Linked DNA regions of Callithrix jacchus: region 2 is linked to region 1. Evidence: chromatin contacts called from public Hi-C data. All regions are on one chromosome and are shown on one strand. Each heading gives the region's core, a stretch centred on a gene start, on an enhancer-like site or on the middle of the called end of the contact. The rest is flanking DNA. Distances are from core to core; before and after follow the strand shown. Region 1 holds the start of RBMX2 (RNA binding motif protein X-linked 2). Region 2 holds the start of ENOX2 (ecto-NOX disulfide-thiol exchanger 2).

Evidence for each region. Hi-C and Micro-C count contacts between places; a contact is called where the count stands out from the background.
Region 2: a contact with region 1 is called in a Hi-C map of skeletal muscle, with 5 times the contacts expected there. The contact joins the promoter of ENOX2 here to the promoter of RBMX2 in region 1. A contact is called at or near these places in 2 of 3 Hi-C or Micro-C datasets (both in skeletal muscle).

What each region holds. Positions count from the first base shown.
Region 1 is chrX:126,043,232-126,046,605 of calJac240_pri, forward strand. It overlaps RBMX2 (RNA binding motif protein X-linked 2), which reads left to right and starts at 1,605. Exons shown (of 6, transcript XM_002763259.6): 1 at 1,605-1,669; 2 at 1,881-1,996. The coding sequence starts at 1,605.
Region 2 is chrX:126,566,307-126,569,880 of calJac240_pri, forward strand. ENOX2 (ecto-NOX disulfide-thiol exchanger 2) reads right to left here and starts at 1,863. Exons shown (of 14, transcript XM_078363075.1): 1 at 1,680-1,863.

The sequences.
Region 1 (3,374 bases), core at 355-2,854:
ACACTGGTTACATGGTGAGCCACTTGAGGGTATAGTTGTCATCATCACCAGAATGCATTTTATGAAGGACCTAATAGCTGGTGCTCTGAGCTAGGCCACACAGCTCTGGACCTTCACTTTTAGAACATCATTGTCCAAGAGCAGGTATTGATGTGGACACGTGCAAGATGGATTCAAATTGTCAATATGGGTTAAATCACATATGTCAACCATCTCTTCTACTGGTTTCTAGATATTTGTGGTTGAAATCTATCAAGCAAATATATCTTGTGCCCTTAATTATAATACTAGCTCCTTGAGGGTAGAGGGCCCACCCTGATACTCCTGTCTACAGACCTTAGCTGTGCAGGACAAATCTAGATGTTCAGTAAGGACTGATTAAATTAACCTGACCTGATGGGTGGAGGTAGAGTACCTTTCAAGTTAATTAATTCCTTTGAGCCTCATTTCTTCCTCTACAAAATAAGGGTAGAAATTTCTTTTTCTTTCTTTTCTTTTTGAATGGAGTCTCGCTCTATCATCAGGCTGGAGTGCAGTGGTGTGATCTTGGCTACTGCCTCTCAGGGTTAAGTCATTCTCCTGACTCAGCCTCCTGAGTATCTGGGATTACAAGCATGTGCCACCATGTTTGGCTAATTTTTCTATTTTTAATAGAGACAGAGTTTCACCATGTTGGCTGGGCTGGTCTTGAACTCCTGACCTCAGGTAATCCGCCCACCCCAGCCTCCCAAAGTGCTGAGTTGACAGGCATGAGCCACCATGACTGGCCCCCCTTTTTCCCCTTTATTTTCGAGACAGGGTCTTGCTATGTGGCCCAGGCTGGTTTTGAACTCCTGAGTTCAAGCAATACTCCTGCTTTGGCCTCCCAAAGTGCTGGGATTACAGGCATGAGCTACTGTGCCTGACCAGGGGATTGTAATTTTATCTGCTTCATTGGGTTGTTGTGAGGGTGGAGAGACAATACATGTAAACTGCCTAGCACATACTCTTGCATCGTATAGTATGTCATCTGTTCAATTGTTAGCTATTAATTTAACAATATTAATTTCTGCCTCCTCCTCAACTAGGAGAGTCGATGGAAAAGAGTGAGTGCAGTGGCTCTCGTGCAAATCTGTAGGCATTCACTTCAGCCTCTAGAGGCACACTGGTATGTTGCCTGTGTTTTGGGATAAGAACAACAGAAGATTTACCCTTTCGCTTATCTTCTTCACTTTTCTGCCATGACAGGGACGCTTTGATGGGGCTGTGTGTGAGCAACTGACCAGGAGCGAAGGTCCAAGTGGGACTCTGGACTGAGAGCGGGGGCTGAGACTGAAGTTGCCACATCAGACTGCTTGTTCCGTTCACTCAGAAAATATTTATAGCTAATCTAACCAGCTTTAGACACCGTTCAAGTGCTGGGGGTCCTGCAACAACCCAGGCTCGTTCCTTTACTCCATTTCACAGAAAAGAAAAATCGAAAAACTAGAGAAAATCATCTCTTCCAGAAGTAATCGCACAGGGCACGGAAGGCTGCTAGTGCGCAGGCGCCACGACCTCGGTACGCCCTAGCTCTTCCGGCGCGAGGTCAACGACTCAACCGGCAACCGGAGCCGGGGTCGCGCATGCGCCGCGCTGCCTCATCCGGGCGCCGATACCTGAATGCTGAGCGCGAGCTAGCGGAGATGAAGTAAGGCGTTAGCTTCCTTTTGAGGAAGGAGCAGCGAGTCGCCGGGGGTGGTCCGCTGGGGCTGGGGTGGTAGAGAGTCTGCGGTGTACAGAGGCGGGAGAGGCTCTGTGACTAGAACAGTTCGTCCCCTAGTTTTGCTCTCTCTCAGCTCCTGCCCAGTCGCACTTACTTGTCTGCTTTCCTCCTCCCTCCACATCCCCCCACCTTGCAGCCCTTTAACTAAGGTGAAGCTGATCAACGAGCTGAATGAACGAGAGGTCCAGCTTGGGGTGGCCGATAAGGTGTCCTGGCACTCCGAGTACAAGGACAGCGCCTGGATCTTCCTGGGTGAGGTGCACATCTTTCTCCCGCAGTGCTCCCAAGATTCTCCTACTCGGTTTCCGACGATTTCAGCGTTCCGACCCTTCACTCCTGCCTACATTCATCGCCCACCTTTATATCCATCTGCTGTCTGCCCGGGAATCCATGTTCCATCTCTTTTCTCCCCTATTTTTAGTTTTCTTTCCCTGCCAAATCATGAGAGTTACTGTTTGCCATTTGCTGTGCTAAGGCTCAGGGACTGTTGTTATTTCTCTCACCCCTGACCCATTATACAGCTGAGGAAATTGGGGTGCAGAGAAGTTAAGGGAATTCATTAAGGTCACATAGCTAGTAAGCACAACAAGCAGAACTATAGTATTCTAGAAATCATGGTCTTAGCTACACACCCACATTGCTACCACCACCCTCTCTCATTCCCCTTCCCTTCCTGAATTCACTTTTCTCCTCTAATTAGCTGCTGTCTTCTGTCCATGGCCACATTACCACTCCTGTATTCACTTTGTGTCACAACCAGTAATTGTACAGTTTGACGTTTCAAAGAGGTTATTGTACCAAACATTGTGCTAAGCACTTTATATGCGTCGTTTTATTTAATTCTTATAACAATCCTGTGAGTTATGTGCTAATATCCTCATCTTACAGATGAGGAAAGAAACATTTGGAGGGGAAATTATTTCCTAGGAAATGCTTAACAGTGTCTTTATAACGTTTGTCTATATTTAGGTGGGATTAACCATGACATATGTAGACTGATTTTGTATCATAGCTGTAAATTTGTGGATAATGAGCAGATGAATTCAGCATGTTTGTGGAAGCAGAGGTTTGTGATGGAAACTATCTGCTTTGTCCATAGTATTTGGGGTGCCAGGAGGACTGAGTGATCAGATTAGTTTAGTTAGTGGTGACTCTGACTTCCACTCAAAGTTAATCACTCCTTTTCCTGTACTACTGGCACCTTACATGTACTTCTGTCATTGCATCAGACTTGATTTTTTTTTTTAAGTTGGAGTTTCACTCTTGTTGCCCAGGCTGGAGTGCAATGATGCTATCTTGGCTCACTACAGCCTCTTTCTCCTGGGTTCAAGTGAGTCTCCTGCTTCAGCCTTCTGAGTAGCTGGGATTATAGGTGCCTGCCACCTTGCCTGGATAATTTTTTTTGTATTTTTAGTAGAGACGGGGTTTTGCCATGTTGGCCAGGCTGGTCTTGAACTCCTGACCTCAGGTGCTCTGCCCACCTCAGCCTCCCAAAGTGCTGGGATTACAGGCATGAGCCACCGTGGCCGGCCCAGACTTGATTTCTTTAAGGACAGGGCCTATTGCTTACTGTTTGCACCCCTAGTGCCTGGCCTAGTGCATGGTACGTAGTAAACTCTTGGTAAATGTT
Region 2 (3,574 bases), core at 613-3,112, 520 kb after region 1:
CAACTTATAATCTATGTAACTTTAAGTGGATTGTTTAACTTCTGTGCATTTTGGTCTTTTCTTCCAGAAAAAGACAGGAATAGTACCTACTTCATAGCACTCTTAAGATAATGCAATGAAGTATTTATGATGATGACTAGAACATTATGTGGGTTCAATGAATAGTAGTCATTATTGTCACCCAATGAGATGACTACAATTCAGATAATGTGATGCACAGGGATAGCAAATGCATTTCTCAAGAATAAATTGATGTCTCTAGGCTTTAAAATTGACAGCTATAGACTGTAGCTAAGAATAGCTACAAACAAAACATCTGCAAGACAAGCTTCTTCTTGGATTTAAACTCACACCTGGAACATACCATCACACTTCTTTGTGTTCTCCAAGAATTGATCTCAAATCAGGTTGCCTAGGATGAAAAGAAAAATCATCCAATCTTAATTTTTGCCTTCATTTTTATTTGATACAGAATAAAAACATATGTGTATGTTTCAAAGTGTCATGTCATTATGACCCCAAGCTTCTCCACCCTATTTATTTGTTTCCTGCTTACATCTTTTATTCCAATGAGGCAAGCCCACCTGTCTCAAAGTGCTCCCTCTTCTGTCCACCCTTCTCAAACTCCAATCTCAGTATCAGGAAGCATTTTCTCTCTCCTCTTTGACCACTTCAAATCCCCTGTACTCCGCTGAAGCCCAAATTAAAATTCATCTCCTTCACAAAGTCTGAAAGCTGGATGAGGGCTTCAGCACTTCCTGGATTAGGCTTGAACTTCCATGGATTAACTCACCACCCCCATCAGTATGCTCTTCCACTAACCCCTTTAGCATTTTTTGCACGCGTTTGTAATAATACAATGATTAATACAGTCTGTTTCACACGATCTCCTTTATTCTGTAGTTGGTGTGCCCCCTAAATGTTTGTCAACATTAATGCTATCAGTCTTTGCTGGAAACCCCTAAAGCACTGTGTTTTGATAACCAGTCGAACTTGCTTTTTACTCTCACCAGAACCCTGTACTGAACCTTAAACACACATCTCAAAAGCAAGATTCCTTCCCTCTTTTGCTTCCCATCCCTTCTAGAAATTCAGGAGAAACCCTTCTCACTCCAAAGACGTGGTGGGGTAAGTGGCAGGTGGCTGAGGAGCCGGTAGAGATGGCGATCAATTAAGGAGGCAAAAAGAGAAAGTTTGAAAAAAAAAGTCACGCCCTGGGCGTGGCAAGGAATTTTCACGCCCCAGAGGAAATGGGGAATGTAGCGTAGGGAGGGTTGTGTGCCCAAACCTGAAATACAAATTGAGGGAAAAGAGGAGACATCGTCCAACTCCTGCAGTATGAATTAGAGTCCAGATACCACCTAGGCAAAACCCTGGACGCGAACCCTAACCAGACCTCTGAGGAGGCGCAGCCGGGCAGCGTTGTGAAAGAAAAAGAGCGGGCGAGTTGGACCAAAAAAAAAAAAACCAAAGAGAGAGCGCTCCCAGGCTCAAGGGAACAAGCGCCTAGAGCTCAGAAGCCCACCCCCACTCCCACTCCCGACACCCCCTCCCCGGCAGAGGCGGAGCTGGGCGGAGTTAGGCGCTGAGGACCGCGGCCCCGGAAGCACCCTCCTCCCTAGGCCCCCTCAGTCCCACAGTCCCCAGCCAAGGCCACTCGGGCTTTCTGCCTCTCTGACCTCCAGCTCCCCGGCTACCGAAGCGCTAGTCCTTATACAGCCGCGGAAAATCGGGCCAACGCCGCAGCTCCTGGGCGCGTAGTGCCCTCGCGGGGCCCCACGCCGCGCCACTCTCTTCCGAAATGCCCGCCTCGCACTACCAGGCCTAGGCCCAGCATTCCGTCCCAAGGATGGACTCTCACCCACCCGGTGCCCACTGCGGCGTCTCCTATTGGCTACTAGTCACCAGGGAAGCCGGAGGCCCGAACCCATGGCTTCATGGGAAATGTATTTTGAGGTAGCTGGAGGCTGTTCTTCCTGGAGGGAATGCCATGTTGACATTGGCGGAGAGACACAAGTGAAGACCGAGGATTGTGGGAGATGGAGTCATGACACTTATTTCTCTATACGCGCAATTCTTCCCCTCCTTTTCCGATTGTCCCCAGCGTTCAGACGGGAAGGGTATTCTGGGTATTGCAGTTTGGAGTGCACCGTCTTAGAGAATCAGTCTTGGGGTTATGGGTTTGTGTTTGTAGGGACAGACGAAGGCTCTAGATTTATTTTCATATCGGTTAAGCTTTAGCATTTTGCAGGAAGCACTTTCGTGATTCGAAATTGTTACTGAGTTTTAAGTGTTCTTCAAAAGATGGTGTTTATTATTCGATAAACTTAAAATTTTAATTGAGAGTTACAGTCTGTTGAAATTGTTCCAGGTGTGTTCTGTGTGAACCACCTGCATTAAAATCACTTGAAACGTATGGAAGAATGTATACTTTTTCTAACTGGGAATTATGTTTTCCCTAGAAACAGCGTCATAAATAGGCATAGAAATGTGATCTAAACCAGCCCGGAAGAAGAAGCCTATTTAATCCATAATGAAGCTATGTTGTTGCCATGAAAAACATAGCTGCTATAATGCCACATAAACTGCTATAATGTAACAGTTTAGAAGAGATAGATAATACAACTTGAGTAAAAACAAGTAACTATATGTCTTTAAGAAACTTTATCTTTTGAGTGAAAATATGTTACAAGAGCTGGATAAAGGCAGGTGGGGAATGCCAAGCACTTTCAAGTGATTTAAAAATTGAGGAAAATGGTTGTTTATTAGGGCTAATTTCACTTCTAACTTTTGACTTTTTTTTTCTCTGTTAGAGATGAATTCTTATAGCTTGATGGATCATTACAGTTGAATCACTGCAACTTTTCTGATAAGGCCAACTTTCGGACTCATGAATAAAATGAAGGGAAAGACAGAGGAATTGCATTTTGCTAAGGTAATTGCCCAAGGTTTTAAAAAGATAAGTGAAGGAGGAAGGCGATTTAATAGATTGGTGCATACAGCTTTGTGCAAGGCTCTGGGCTAGGCACTGTTGCCACAGAATCAGAAAAATAGTCCCTGCCCTCAGGTAGCTCACAATCTAGGTGAGGGGAGTTGTAGTGGAGGAGAATCTGGAGGAAAGAATAGATGGGTATACAATGTGCAAAATGCTCTAAATAAGTCTGCATAGGCTTCTACAAGAATATAGAGGAGGAAGAACTCATTCTGCTTCTGGAGAACTGGTTGAAGAACCAGTAAAATATTTGTCAGATTTAGGGCTGGGTGGTGAACCATATTCTATACAAAGCATATGCAAAGGCATAAAGACATAAAAAAAGTGCAGGAACAACAACAGAAGCTCCATATTGCAAAGACTAGATTAGGCAGCATCAGTTAGTTCAGAGTTTAACTTGAAAGTGGGAGAGAACCATCAGAGGAGTTTTTGTGCTTATATAGTGTTTATTTTTTAAAGCATATACACATAGAACATACTGGGAACACATATGCTGGGATATTATGGGGAATCATTCTGGAGGGTTGGTAATTGCTAAATTATGTTTTAATAATTTTTATACTTTTAAATTCCCCCAATAAA